Linked DNA regions of Macaca mulatta: region 2 is linked to region 1. Evidence: chromatin contacts called from public Hi-C data. All regions are on one chromosome and are shown on one strand. The core of a region is the stretch at or near the end of the contact, and the rest is flanking DNA. Distances in the headings are between cores, read along the strand shown.

Region 1 (3,211 bases), core at 259-2,758:
GCAGAGGACGCCGGGAGCCAGGCATCCCGGGCGAGCCCGGCGTAATGAGGCGCTCCCTTCTCCTGCGGGAGGCGGGGCTGCCCCTTCTCTCTCCCCCTCCTCCTCCTGGAGGCCCCGCGGGAGCCGGAGTCCAGCGCCGTTGGGCGGGGGCGGTGGGGAGTGAGGCCTTCCAGGTCGGACTGAGCCAGGGCGGGAGAAGAGTGTGAGGCCCCAGTGGCTGGGCCCTCGGGGTCTGAATTGGGTAGCAAGTGCGGTGGGGAGGAGGGGCTCCCTGGTTTGCAGCTGGCGGGGGAGGCTGTGTTCGTGGGTCGCCCTGGAGCCCTCCGATCTTTGCCCCGCAGCATCTGCCCCCAGGGAGGTCAGCATGCTTCCGCCCTTCCCCGCGTGTGCGTCGTGGGTCCGCTCCCCTTCCGGCTCCCGCAACCCCCACTCCCCCCGAGGTCCCCTCAGGATGCAGAGCCGGCTGCGGGGCGGGCGCGCACCAGCTCCGGGCCCCGTAAACACCCGCGAGCGGGACGGCGGGGGCTGGGGGCGGGGGCAGGAAGCTAGCGGCTGCCCGGGCCGGCCGGCGCGGCCCCGTGACGTCGCTCCGCTCGCAGGGATCTCTCCCCGAGGCCCGCGGGTCCCCTCCTCCCCGCCTCCTCCCGCCCTCCTCCCCGCGCCTCGCCTCGGCGCCGCGGCCGGCATTTCTCCTCGCAGCTCGCTGCCTCCTCTATCCCTGCCTCCCTCTCCCCCCTCTGTCTTTCTCCCTTCCTTCCCTCTCCGACCCTCTTCCTCTCCCTCCCGATCCTTTCCCTCCTCCTCTCATCTTTCCCCTGTCTCTCCGTTCTAGCTCGTCCCCCACCACCTTTTCTTCTTTCTCCTCCTCTCCTTCCTCTCCCCCTCTCCTCTGTCTCCTTCCACCGTTTCCCCTGCCTCCCTGTCTTTCAGTCCCTGTTTTTCTCCCCGTCTCCCTCTCGGTTTCTCTCCCCCACCCTCCCTCTGGGTTTCCTCCCCCGGTGCCCTCCCTCCTCTCTCCCTCCCCTCCCCCTCCGCCCCTCGCAGCCCCGCGGCTCGCAGCTCCCAGTCTGCCTCCCCGAACCGGCGCCGCCGCCCGCACTCGCCGCAGGACCGGCCCGCCCGGCTCCCGGGGTGCGCCCTCCTCGGTCCCGCGCCCTCTGGGCTCGCAGGGACGCCTCCTCCCTCCCGGCTCGCGGCCCCGCCCGGCCCGGCCCCCGCCCAGAGCCCCAGCGCGCCGAGGATGTGAGTCCTGCTCGCCTCTGGCGGAGCAGCAGCCACTCGCGCGCGGAGCCGGAGCGCAGCGCAGCGCAGCCGCGGGCGCTCTCCGGGCCGCTCGCGCGGGTGCCGCGCTCTTGCCCTAGCGGCGTCCCCCGGCCTCTCGCCGGCGCCACCGCCGCAGCAGCCCGCGGGCCGTCCCCGGCCGGCCGCCCCCGGCCCCAGCGCCGCTGACCCTGTCCGCCGCGGGCGGGGACGCGGGCGGAGGAGGCGCCGCGGCGGAGCCCCCGGACGCGACCATGTCGGAGGTGCTGCCCTACGGCGACGAGAAGCTGAGCCCCTACGGCGACGGCGGCGACGTGGGCCAGATCTTCTCCTGCCGCCTGCAGGACACCAACAACTTCTTCGGCGCCGGGCAGAACAAGCGGCCGCCCAAGCTGGGCCAGATCGGCCGGAGCAAGCGGGGTGAGTTCTCGGCCCCCTTCCCTGACATCCCCTTTTTCCCGCGCGGCGGCCTGAACAAGGGTTGCGGAGGTCTCCCACCCGCTGGAACCGGTTCAGACCCGACGGAATCCCCTCCTGCAGAATTGGGGGATCCCGCACTGCGGGTCCGGCTGAAGCGGGTTCCAGGAACGCGTCCTCCTAAGCCCGATCCCCGGCTGGGTCACCCCGGGGGCGTGGCGGCTTCTAGCTGCAGCTGGGGGTCCTCACCCGCGGCAAAGTTTGCTTTTTGATTTGCGCCCCCCACCCCCGCCTTTTGCGCAGTGTAGTCGCAGCTGCGCTCTCTCCACAACCCTGGGGGGAGGGGGTCCCAGGGTCCCCCAGGGGACGGCGTGGGGACCTGCGTGGGGAGGATCCCATTCCTGCAGGGAAGGCTAGGGCGTTTGGGTCTCACGGGGTTTTCATTGTTACTTGGCCTGGGTGGGGGTTTGCCAGGCCTGGGCGATCCGCGCGAGAGCTGGAAAAGCCCCAGAGAGGCGGAGAGGCAGAGAGGCTCCGAGAGGAGCTCCAGAGGCGCGGGGACAATGAGGGGGACCGACGTCTGCCAAGAGAGACTGAGACGCAGGGATGGAGGGGAGGGGGTACGCGGGAGACCGAGGGTGGCAGAAACCGAGACAAAGCTCCCGAGAGGGGAGCTGAAGCGGGAGAGACAGAGCCGAGGACGCGCGTATGGGGAGAAAGCAGAAGCCGCCGAAACAATAAAGGCGACCGACGCCTTAGACAGGGAGACCCAGAGACCTCGATCGGCGGCCGTCGCGCCGAGGGACTGATGGAGGGACTGAGAAAGACGAGGCTAGGTGGAGACGGTGAGAGAGGCGGAAGTTACCGCGAGTGTCCCTGCCGCAGCGGGGAGCGCGGGCGGCGGAGTCCGTCGGCCGGCGATTTGGAGAGGGCGCGCAGGAGGGGGCGCCCGCCCAGGCCAGGCCCTAACTCCCACCCGCTGCGCGTCGTGGGAACCGGCTTTGGCGTCCCCTCTTGGCTCCGCGCATCTCCACACCTAGCCTTGCCCAGCGGAGCTGCGCTCGGGACTCCCCGGGGGTCCCGAGACCCAAAGACTTTGGCTCTCTCTCCTATCACAGCTCCAGACATTTCTGTCTAAATTAGTGCACCTGGTGCGGGGAGAACTCCGCCAGTGCGCGCCCCGGCTGCAGCAGGAGCGGCTGGATTGGCGCCCTCTCTGTTTCCTTTTCTCAGAATGGAGCTGGGACGCAGGCTGGAGGATAGGGGATGTTGGGGTGGTTCAGAGGAAAGCAGGGAAGGGACCCCTGGCAGGGGCGGAGGAGGATGGAGCTGTTTCACCGCGCAGTGAGCCCTGCTCCCTCCCCCTCTCCTCTCCCGACCTCCCACTCTGGGCAAAACGGGAAATGTCAGAGACCTCTGGCTAGGCCCAAGTGCGCTCACCTCTCTTTTCCCCCCTTTTTTTGCAGTTGTTATTGAAGATGATAGGATTGATGACGTGCTGAAAAATATGACCGACAAGGCACCTCCTGGTGTC
Region 2 (3,211 bases), core at 255-2,754, 270 kb after region 1:
AAAACAGTGAGTTAGCCTAGTATTTGAGAAGGTAATTCCCTTGCCTTGTTGTTTAGGATGAAGGATGTTCTAGAGGAGCTTTTTGGTTTAATAGATCGCATGATTCCTGCTGAAGACCTCTATGAAAAGTGGGGGAACCCTGAATTCTTACAGATTAGACTGGAGACAGGGTAGACAGAAGAATATTGGCAGCCAGAGAAGGTGGGCTGTGACTCTCATGCTTCCTGAATTCCCTGACTGATCAGTGCATCTGACACTTTCCTTGGTCCCTTGTATTATAACAGCCAGACTATCCTAGCCCTCTTCTGTGAGACCTTTCCCTCACCCACTTCCCGCTTCTGCTTCCTGGGGTTTCCATGTCACCTGGTGTCTCTAGCATACTAGCCCATCTATGATCACTTTCAATTTAGGGTTCGGGGTATGCTCCCCTCAAGTTGATACAAGAATTCTAAGCTTCACTCCCTCCCATTTCTCTGATGTTGTTTGTCAAGATGGTCACAATCCAGATTCAGAGGAGTCAAATACTCATATTCTCCAACAGTTACCATCACTGATATATTTTTTTAACCAGTGCTTAACTGAGGATTAATTTTTTCCCATAGCACCCAAGAGTTTGCAGGGATTCAAGAAAAGGCAAGTATGAATGTGATGATGCTACTTTTAGAGTGAAATAGCTGGATTTGTTTTTTGTTTTCTGTTTTAGAAATGGCATCTTGCTCCAGGCTGGAGTGCAGTGGTGTGATCACATCTCATTACAACCTCAAACTCCTGGGCTCAAGTTATCCTCCCACCTCTCCCTCCCAAGTAGCTGGGACTGCAGGCATGTACCACCATGCCCGGCTAATTTGTTTTACTTTTTTGTAGAGATGGCGTCTCACTGTGTTGTCGAGGCTTGTCTTGAACTCCTGGCCTCAAGTGATCTTCCCACCTTAGCCTCCAAAAGCGCTGGGACTGCACCTGGCCCATAGCTGAGTTTGAATGGAGGTGCTCCTTTTGGCTAGTTAAACCTTTGCTTCTTTAAGTGTAAAAAGAAGGTAGTAAGAATCACATAGACTGGGTGCAGTGGCTCACGCCTGTGATCTGAGAACTTTGGGAGGCTGAGGAGAGAGGATTGCTTGAGCCCAGGAGTTTGAGACCAGCCTGGGCAACATAGCAGGACTGCATCTCCACAAATAAAATAAAATAATAAAAATATTGGCCAGGCATGGTGGCACACACCTGCAGTCCCACCTACTCAGGAGGCTGAGGTGGGAGGGGATTACTTGAGCCCAGGAGTTTGAGGCTGCAGTGAGCTGTGATCATGCCACTGCACTACAGCCTGCGTGACAGAGCCAGACCTTGCCTCAAAAAAAAAAAAAAAAAAAAAAAAAAAAAAAAAAAAAAAAAAATTAGAACACTATAGCAGTGGGCCAGGAGAGAAAGATAGGAGATGCTACCTCAGCTCCACTACATACAGACAGGTGAACAAGAAACTACGGGAGTGAGAACTTCTAAAGGGCTAAACAGAGACACCCAGAGGACACTCAGAGGAGTGCAGAAAGGGCAATTTTTATCCAGTATCTGTGCTAGCCAGAGCTAGGGTATACTATGCTGCAGAAAAAATAAGTCTGGAAACATCAGGAGCTTAATACAGCAAAAATTGATTTTTCGCTCAAGAAAAATCTGATGTGCATCACCGGGACCATGCCCCATCTGGTGACCCTGGGATTCAGTTATCTTCCATCTGGCGTTGCCACCAATAGGCAACTTCTGGGGTCACTGAGGCAGGGAAGAGAGCACTAAAAAGGCCACGCACTGGCTGTTAGATGTTGTGTCCAGAAATGACACATGTCACCTCCACTCACATTTCATTGACTAAAACTGATCACATGGCTTTGCCTCACTCCTAGATTGGAAGTTTAGAAGAGCACATGGGGTAGAGGTGACCATCAGAAGTCTCTGCCACTGTACTAATGTTAATTGAGCCCTCCCTATGTGCCAGGCACTGTTCTCAACACTGTACATGGCTGATCTCGTTTAATCCTCAATCTTATGAGGTGGTTACTAATATCTGTATTATATTGTACAGATAATGCACTGAGACCCAGAGAGGTTAGGTAACTTGCTGATGTCTCATAGCTAGTAGGTAGTGGGGTCAGGATCAAAGTCAAATAGACTTTAGGGCCTGAGTTCTTAACCTCTGCATCTGCTGCCTCTCTAATGCCATCTCTCCTGGGGGGATTTCTGTAAAATTACAGGCTAATGTAAATAAACCACCTCATATGCAGTGTCTGACATATAATAGTTCCCCACATATGGCAACTGTTTCTATTATTATTGTTGTCGTTATTGGCTACCTAAGTCCCTTCTGACTCAAGGCAGGGTATAAATAGATGACTATGTGATAAAGCTTCATTAAAATGTACCTCTTTTGTCCTGGAATCCAGGGTTGCATGGAATGTTTTCATATAATCTTGCAGAGAAGTATCAAGTAAATGCCATCATCGGGAAGGATTTTAAGCAAGTCGTGCCCATGCTGACCCGGTAATGGCATGAAAGCAAAGTCCGCATTTTAATTATCGCCCCGCCATGTCTCGTTACTGGTATCTGCAAGGTTTCTCTGAGCAAAGATACAATAGTCGTTTATTTTGTATTTGTTTTCATTAAACATTAGCACTGATCTTGACTTGTTCTGTAGGTACTTAAAACACAAATAGTGTGTTGTAAAGTGATTTCTGAACCTCTTTGCGTAGCAAAAAATATATCTGATCTTGAAGTGACTTGCCTGTCTCTTTCCTGGCGTGAGTTAATTGACATCACTCCTGCGGCTTCTCAGGAAGGCTCAGCACCTAGAGGCTGCGTGATGTGTGGGTGGTTGAACAGGTAGCACTACCCTGGAAAAAGGAGCTGTTTTGGATTCTCTAGATTTTCATAGACCAGTGAAGGTTATCCCTGAGTTTGTGGAAGGACAGGGGCAGTTAATGGTGTGCATAAACCTGTGTGATTGTGGTGGTTGGTGCCATAGCTTCTTGCCAGGTAGGAGTTGGAAGGCGAAGTCTTAGTGCTTGAGAGATATTTCTCCTTCTTCCTTAATATTGAGAATTGGGGGATGATTCCTTCTTTCTTACTTTCTTTCAAGGAGCCTGATTTCTGCCATACGCTGTAGCCCATCGTTTCTGACAAAACAAGATGCACTTCTAGGGGTCTCTCATGGGGTAAACTCTGGAGTGGA

Evidence for each region. A called contact is a pair of places that touch in the nucleus more often than the background predicts.
Region 2: a contact with region 1 is called in a Hi-C map of fetal cortex germinal zone, with 9 times the contacts expected there. The contact joins the enhancer-like site here to the promoter of CAMK2N1 in region 1. A contact is called at or near these places in 9 of 14 Hi-C or Micro-C datasets (CD4 T cells, blood, fetal cortex germinal zone and 5 more).

Annotation. Positions count from the first base shown.
Region 1 is chr1:220,485,918-220,489,128 of T2T-MMU8v2.0, forward strand. It overlaps CAMK2N1 (calcium/calmodulin dependent protein kinase II inhibitor 1), which reads left to right and starts at 1,509. Exons shown (of 2, transcript NM_001260527.1): 1 at 1,509-1,680; 2 at 3,144-3,211. The coding sequence starts at 1,515.
Region 2 is chr1:220,755,052-220,758,262 of T2T-MMU8v2.0, forward strand. No RefSeq gene overlaps it. Among named protein-coding and RNA genes, the nearest start is that of PLA2G2C, 30 kb to the right of the region's middle. Within about 2 kb of position 1,505, at least 2 of the 40 cell types and tissues checked have an H3K27ac peak or open chromatin away from gene starts, as enhancers often do.